Linked DNA regions of Sus scrofa: region 2 is linked to region 1. Evidence: chromatin contacts called from public Hi-C data. All regions are on one chromosome and are shown on one strand. Each heading gives the region's core, a stretch centred on a gene start, on an enhancer-like site or on the middle of the called end of the contact. The rest is flanking DNA. Distances are from core to core; before and after follow the strand shown.

The links. Hi-C and Micro-C count contacts between places; a contact is called where the count stands out from the background.
Region 2: a Hi-C map of liver shows a contact between it and region 1, with 8 times the contacts expected there. The contact joins the promoter of RPP30 here to the promoter of PANK1 in region 1. A contact is called at or near these places in 13 of 47 Hi-C or Micro-C datasets (adipocytes, alveolar macrophages, brain and 9 more) and 2 of 2 datasets of contacts at active chromatin or transcription factors (alveolar macrophages and skeletal muscle).

The regions. Positions count from the first base shown.
Region 1 is chr14:101,510,997-101,514,714 of Sscrofa11.1, reverse strand. PANK1 (pantothenate kinase 1) reads left to right here and starts at 2,217. Exons shown (of 10, transcript XM_013983537.2): 1 at 2,217-2,276; 2 at 2,558-2,626. KIF20B (kinesin-like protein KIF20B) reads right to left here and starts at 2,030. Exons shown (of 32, transcript XM_021072622.1): 1 at 1,894-2,030.
Region 2 is chr14:102,563,957-102,567,612 of Sscrofa11.1, reverse strand. It overlaps RPP30 (ribonuclease P protein subunit p30), which reads right to left and starts at 1,811. Exons shown (of 13, transcript XM_001924771.6): 1 at 1,479-1,811. The coding sequence starts at 1,560.

The DNA of each region.
Region 1 (3,718 bases), core at 968-3,467:
CATGCATCTCCTATAGCCTAATAAAACTCTTTTAAAAGCTAAAAAAAAAAAAAATGAAAGTACTGCCTTGACATTTCATAACTCTAATTTCATGGAAACGCCCAGGAAACTGGAAAGTAAGCTTCATTCTTTGCCTTCAATTAATTTTTGGTTAAAAAAAAGAAAACGCTGATAAATCTTTTATGAAATTACTAAGTTACAAAGGAATTGAGGAGTTCCCTTTGTGGCTCAGTGGAAACAAATCTGACTGGCATCCATGAGGACACAGGTTCAATCCCTGGTCTCGCTGAGTGGGTTAAGGATCCGGTGTTGCCATGAGCTGTGGCTGTGGTGTAGGTCACAGATGTGGCTGGGATCCCACGTTGCTGTGGCTATGGTGTAGGCAGCAGCTTCAGCTCCGATTCCACCTCTAGCCTAGGAACTTCCATATGCCACGGGTGCAGCCCTAAAAAGAAAAAAAAGAAAAAAGAATTTGAAACCCCCAAAAAAGGTATAGTAATTTGTACTTGCTCATATGCTCAGTTTTCAATGAATAAACTGTCTCTTAACACTTAAAAAATTGTTGAGATGTACTGTCATTGCCTGTACTTCTAGTTAACTTTTACTTATGAGTGGCCTCACTAACTAGACTAGAAACTTCTTGAGGGCAAGGACCTTGTCTTATACTACTCTGTATCCCCTATAACAAATTCAGATAGATGTAGTGATAAAGACTCCCTGCATAGGAGCTTAAACAGTAATACATAAGATCCTCTATAGAAAAGAAAAAAATTGGTCCTACTCTTTCTACTCTTTTAGTGGTGTTATCTTTAGCAACAGCAAGGTTTAAGATCTCATTTCTCGTCCCCATGACTGAGAAAGCGCATCTTTTATCTTCTCTCTAGTGGGATCTCATGGCTGAAGACGGATGAAAAAGAAAATCTACTACTTAATGAAGTTACTGAATGTCATCCACAAAATATAGCCTCAAAAAAAGTCTTTACAACTAATTGATGAAGTCTCAGGTCTTGCACATCTAATAAAATGTATATATACACTGCTTTGCAGCTTCGGAGTAAACATGCTACCTTGTTTTAAGAACAGAAACTAACCTGAATTTAATTACTCTGGGGATTAAAAACAAGTCACGAGTCACGAAATTTTGTCAACTAGTCCTTCAACAAGGAATATTAGAGAACTGCACCAGGCAGGAATCACGAATCAAAAAGTAGAATGAGATGGGGGAAACTTTTCAAACTGATATATGACAGCAGTCATTGCACGCGCCACACACGCCCCCTTCCGCTTAGCCCAGCAAAGCCCAGCAAGGGCTAACCCCAGGCAACGGCAGCAGCCTAGAAATAGCTGCACTGGTGACCACCACAACACTCCCCTTCCCGCCCCACAAATGAGACCGTGTCGTTTGATGAGCAAACGACACGGTCTCATTTGTGGGATTCGGGACACTATATCTGGCAATGGAGGCCTGATCCTCAATAACAGCAGCAATGATAAGAAAAGTATCAATGATTCCAAGTACATAGTGCTTACTATACACACCCGCACTGTTTCTAACAGCTTTACCTATATCACTTTATCCTCATGAAAGCCCGAAGCGGTAGGTTCTAGTATTACTCCCTTTTAACAAATGAAATTCAGGCCCGGAGAGATTAAAGCTAATAAGCCGCGAAGACGAAATTTAAATCTTAACTGCAGTAAATTGGCTCAACCCTCCAATGAGCACCAAGATCCCTAGGCGTCCTCATCATTCCGCAGCCCAGTTCCAGAGTAAACTCAAAGGCGTCACAAGCCCCGTGGGAAGGTGCTGAGGTGCTGAGCACCTCACTGCCTGAGGCCTTTCCCCACCTCATCTGGTTTGTACGCAGTCCCCAACCGCCTTCCTCGCACCCTCACCTGCAAACGTAATCCTGCCGCCCGACCTGCGAGCTGCACTAAGTTATTTTCGTTTTTAAATTCAAACAATGGCGGCCAGGACCCCGCACTGCATGTTGGGAGTAGGCGGAGCTTCGGGAAAGACGCCAGGGAGGCGCCAAGGACTCACGCTATGAGCTTCCTGCCAACTCCCGGGAGAAGCTTTCAAATCTGGGGGCGGGTCTCTGAATGCTGGGCGACCAATGGGCGGAGGCGGAGGGAGAGCGGCCAGTGGGCGGGGTTTCCTGCGGGGCTCCTCTCGCGGGGTTGGGTAGTGCGCTGCCTAATGTGCCACCCTCTGTTGGCTGCGCGGTTAGTCTCCAGGTCCATCCTGGAGCAAGTAAAAACGTGGCGAAGGCCCGGAGGTGAGACTGCTGCCACTGCACTTAGCCCCGCGACTCCCTTAGGGACTGGCGGAGGAATGGCGGGCTACTCACTACCCTACTTTGTCCCTGCGGGCCGGAACAGGCTCTGCATCTGGGGAGCCGCTGGGAACGAGAGCTGCAGAGGGTCACTTCCTCTGCATGATCCTACCTGTCGTCCAGAGCGGCACTTGTGGATGAAACAGATTATTCCTAGGATAGCTTTTCATAAGCGTTCTTTATTTTTTGGTTTTGATTTTTGCCTTTCTGAAAATATAAACCAGCTACCGCTGAGAGGCGCTGTACTGTGACTATCTTCCTTGCCTAGGCAAGGTCTTTGCCTTGCCCAAAATGTAAGTGCCACTGTATCTTCTCTGCGTCTTTTAAAGTGATCCTCTTCTTTTGAAGCGTGTTATTACAGTCATATAGGAAGTATTTAGGCCGTCTCTCCCTGCTGTACTTCATTTTAAAGAAAAGTAACTGCTAACGTTAATTGTTTACCTTGTGCCGTGCTAAGCGTTTAAAATTGATTGTCCTACTGATCCTGAGAACAACCTGTGAGGTAGGTATTATTATTATGTCTTTTTTATAGATTGCAAGGAAACTGGGTTCATATGGTTAATTTGCTCAAGGACATACATCTATTAATGGTGGAGCTGAGATTTTAAACCGACCTGAATGAATTCAAGCCCCACCCGCTCACATGTGGTCTTTATTTTCGACTCTTATTGGTTGGTAACATTTGCAGAATAGTACCTAGTTTGATGAGCTTACTCTCCTCTTCCTTTTATTCTGTGTTTATATTTCCCATAACCTCCCCCTATCCTCTACAACTTCTCACTGTCTCCTCATTCATTTTGCCTTCTTTCTCCACAAAATAATCATATTTGAGGTGAGCCAGTGTGGAATAAAGATGAGGATTCAGGGCCAGGAATGAAAATGAACAGAGAAAGTAGGTGTGAAAGGGAAGAAAGGAGAAAAGATAAAGTAAAAACTGTTTTACGGTTCAGGCTGAAACTTAAGTCTTTAGGGACCTCTATGTCAAGGTAAGTCTAACCCTAACTCTGTACTTCCTTCCATGCCTTGTCATGCCTTTATTGCTTTTACTAGTTGTTACTGGTTTCAGCTCTTGAGCCCTCCAGATGCTACATTTATTTATTGTTCAACAAGTATTTATTGAAAACCTGCTATGCTTCAAACACTAGGCTAAGAGTTGGTGAAACAGTGGAGGAGAGCTAGCAGAACAGACCCTAACGTTCAAGGAGCTTATAGTCTAATAACTGAGAAAACATTGCAAAAACAAAAAGACAAATAATTGAGAAATTACAGCTGTAACGGAGTTTAAAAAAAAAAAAGAAAGGAGTAAGCACTCCAGGCATAGGGAACATAATACCAGGCACAGGGGCGGGACAGATGCAACATCCAGTGGATTCTCTGATTTTTTT
Region 2 (3,656 bases), core at 562-3,061, 1.1 Mb before region 1:
CCACCAACAAGAGATTGGGAACTCTCTGAAGTCAGAGCCTAGTTTATCAGCCTCAACACAGCACTGTTTTTGGACATATGGACTACCAAAAATACATCTAAATCATGACTTAAAACGTTGAGTTAAACACCAATGGGGAGGACAGGATATTAATATTAAAGAAATAATGCATATCGGAGTTCCTGTTGTGGCTCAGCAGTAATGAACCTGACTAGTATCCAAAAAGCTGCAGGTCTGATCCCTAGCCTCATTTAGTGGATTAAGAATCCAGTGTTGCCACGAGCTGTGGTGTAGGTTCAAGCCTCCACCAGGATTCCATGTTGCTGTGGCATAGGTGGGCAGCTGCAGCTTCAACCCCTAACCAGGGAACTTCCATACCCTAAGGGTACGGCCCTAAAAGGACTAAATAAATAAATAACATATATTAATGCCAAGATAGTGGTCTTCCCTCTCAATAGTTTTTCCAATTTCCTTCTTTCTTTCCTCCTTCAAATGAGGATCCATTACTTGATAGGCCCTGCAGATATCTCTCTCTCTCTCTCTTTTTTTTTTTTTTTGCTTTTTAGGGCCGTACCTGTGGCATATGGAAGTTCGCAGGCTAGGGGTCGAATCAGAGCTATAGCTGCCAGCCTACACCACAGCCACAGCAACACGGACTTCAAGCCGCATCTGTACACCGACGCTCACCCCAACGACGGATCCTTAACCCGCTGACAGAAGCCAGGGGTAGAACCCACATCTTCATGGATACGAGTTAGGTTGTTACCGCTGAACCACAACCGGGAACTTCGAAGAAATGTCTTTATTTTTAAACCCCTCTATCTCCACTTAGACACTTTAAGTCTAAGGAAGAAGGCAGAAGTCGCGATTAACTTCGATTAGAACGATCTTACCTCTCAGGGCTTCTGCTTTCCTTGGATTCAAATACGAGTAACATTCTAGCATTCTGGCCATGCTGGTCCCTTCCCAACCTCTTGGTGTGTCCTACGCCTCAACCTACCCTCCCTCTAAATAACATTATTCCAACACTCGCAGCCCCACGTCCCACCACCCCCGCCCATTTTCGGAGCACCCAAAGCACTCCCCATCTGTGCACCAACCAGCTTTCCGCATTTGACTGAGTCAGTACACAGTGGTGAGAGGTAGGAAGGGGCGATATTAAAAGCACAGGTGGAGACTAGCTTTGGCCAGCCTTCAGCTGTGAGGCCCTATATAAGTCCCTGGCCCTGTTAGGACCTCAGTTCCCCAATTCACAATAAAGAAGGAGCTGGACTGGGTAACAGTTCCCCAGCGCTTTTCGAGTTTCCCGGGCCCGGGATCACAGCAACCCCGCAGAAGGCATCAGCTTCCAGAGACTGCCTCCAGACCCCAGAAGACCTGAATGAGGCCCGGCCGCGTCCCTTCCGAACGTGGCCCGACGATCTGGATGGCAGCGAGGCTGGGCAGGCACCGCTGCTCGCGAAGCCGCGGCGACTCACGGTAAGCGGCGTTCTCCACGAGCCCACGCAGCGCCTTGAGGTCGGAACCCGCTCGCAGGTCCAAATCCACGAACACCGCCATGCTGAAATCACGTGAACTTGCGCGGCTGTCTGCGCAGCCGCAGGGCCCGCCCCCTCGGGGCACGCTGGGAATTGCAGTTTTCCTAAGCAGTCCTCCCGTCCCTCCCGCGGACTGACGTTCCCAGGCTCTTTGAGCGCCTTCGGATCCCAGCAGAAGTTAGTGTGTGGAAGTCAGCAGCCTCACTTCAGTTCTTCTTCCTCTGGATGGGAAAGTTTTGTTTCCCTCGAAGGGGTTCACATAGCCCACCATTCCTCCTGTGAAATAATGTAGAAAATGATTCTTTCAAAATGTACGTATACAGCATTTATTGAGGACTTACAGGGAAAGAAGGTCTGGAAACCCTTAAAAAGTAAGGGTTTTAAATCCGTTTTTCTTTCCCGCCCCTAAAGGTCATTCCATTGTTTAAATTGGACTTAATGGGGAGATGGGGAAACTGACCTGACAACTCGAAAAAGGTTTGCTCGAGAAAAAAGTCATTTTGCTCAATCAGAACAGACGGTGGCACAGCATGCTAAACTCCATTACAGCCAGTATTCTCAACCTGGAGTTGGCAGGGATAAGCGGTTAGCTTCAGCACGTGTTTAGCCAAAAATGGGTTAGACAAGGGAGGTGCACAATTGAAATGTTTTACAGTTTTCCGTCTGACAGATGTACAAGGTGGAATATATCCCACAGTTGTGATGGTTCCACATTTTCGTACACATGAACTCTTGAAGAGTGATAAATTAATTATCCGAGAACATAAAACTCTGGAACTAGAGTTTACATCACTGCTTTACAAAGTACCCGTGATTACTGGGTCAGTTCACCGAGTTCCCAACCCCCCTCCCTCCACCAGTTCTTCTAGCACCAGTAGTGATCCATTGTCCTTTACCCACAGGCAGCTCTGGCCTCAAAAGATTAATCTAACATCTGAACTGCTCTATACTAGACTGAATAAGAGTCCACAAATCAGGGGCTTGGATCTCCAGACTATGCCAAAGGGATGTGAAAGTTTGTAAACATTTTCCGTTTCTTTGCTAACTTGTCACAGACAGTACACAGAGTCTCGGGTTTGTGGGCCACATCTTGATTTGTTCTTTACATGACTTCTTTCTTGGTCTCAGAAGGGAATTTTAAGAGGGATCTGTTCCATGTGGTAGTATGTAATTCTCCTTTTGGTTAAGTTCAATAAAAAAGAAATCTTCTGCTATCTAATATTTGATGTTTTCTAAGTAAGAACAGAAGAAAATTTTACTTCTGCAAATAGAAGAAAGTCATATAAAACAAACTCTGGCTTCTCATCTGAAAATCTCGTGTTAATTTTGCAGGAAGATCTAGTGTTAATTTTATAGGCGTCTTCATCTGCAGCCACAAAACCTAAATTGTTTGGAAATATGTCCGATGTGTGGTGAAGGTGAATAAGATGACTCATTATTTGATACCAGAATTAGACTACAGAGGGCTTCTTTCTTTGAAAGTCATGACGCTGTTTCTGTGGACTGTATACCCTTTAAACTTCTTATCTTCACCCTGGGCTTAGAAGGGAGGAAGAAGGACGAAAAAGAAAATGAATGAACGACAGTCACTGAGCAGTCTACTGAGGGCCAGCCTATTTGCTAAGTAGTTGCCTGCATGTTTAATTTTCAAAACAACTGAGTTAAGTGCTGCTTTTTCCACAACCTCTGCATTTTACATTTGAATCATCTGAGGCTTAGGTCATTGTGGTAGGACCACAGGTGGATCCAGGTGGCTTGGATCTATTCTCATGTCTCTATGTACTGTCTCCTGGACAAAGCAAGCAGAGAGGAGAGTTGGAGGATGGAAAAGAGGAGGGAGTAAAGACAGGGGAAAGGAAGAGGAGAATGAAGGGCGGGGGTGGGGGGAGAATGAATGGAGGGGGAGGACAGAGGAAGTAGGGAGAGAGGGAAAGGAAAGGAAGGAGATAGAAGAGGGAAGGAGGAGTGGGAAGAGAGAAAAAAGAGAATGCCATAGGGGAGATGAGAAGGGAAGAGGAGCCAGAAGTTGACTTGGGGAGTTCCAGTCGTGGCGCAGTGGTGAATGAATCCGACTAGGAACCATGAGGTCGCGTGTTCCGTCCCTGCCCTTGCTCAGTG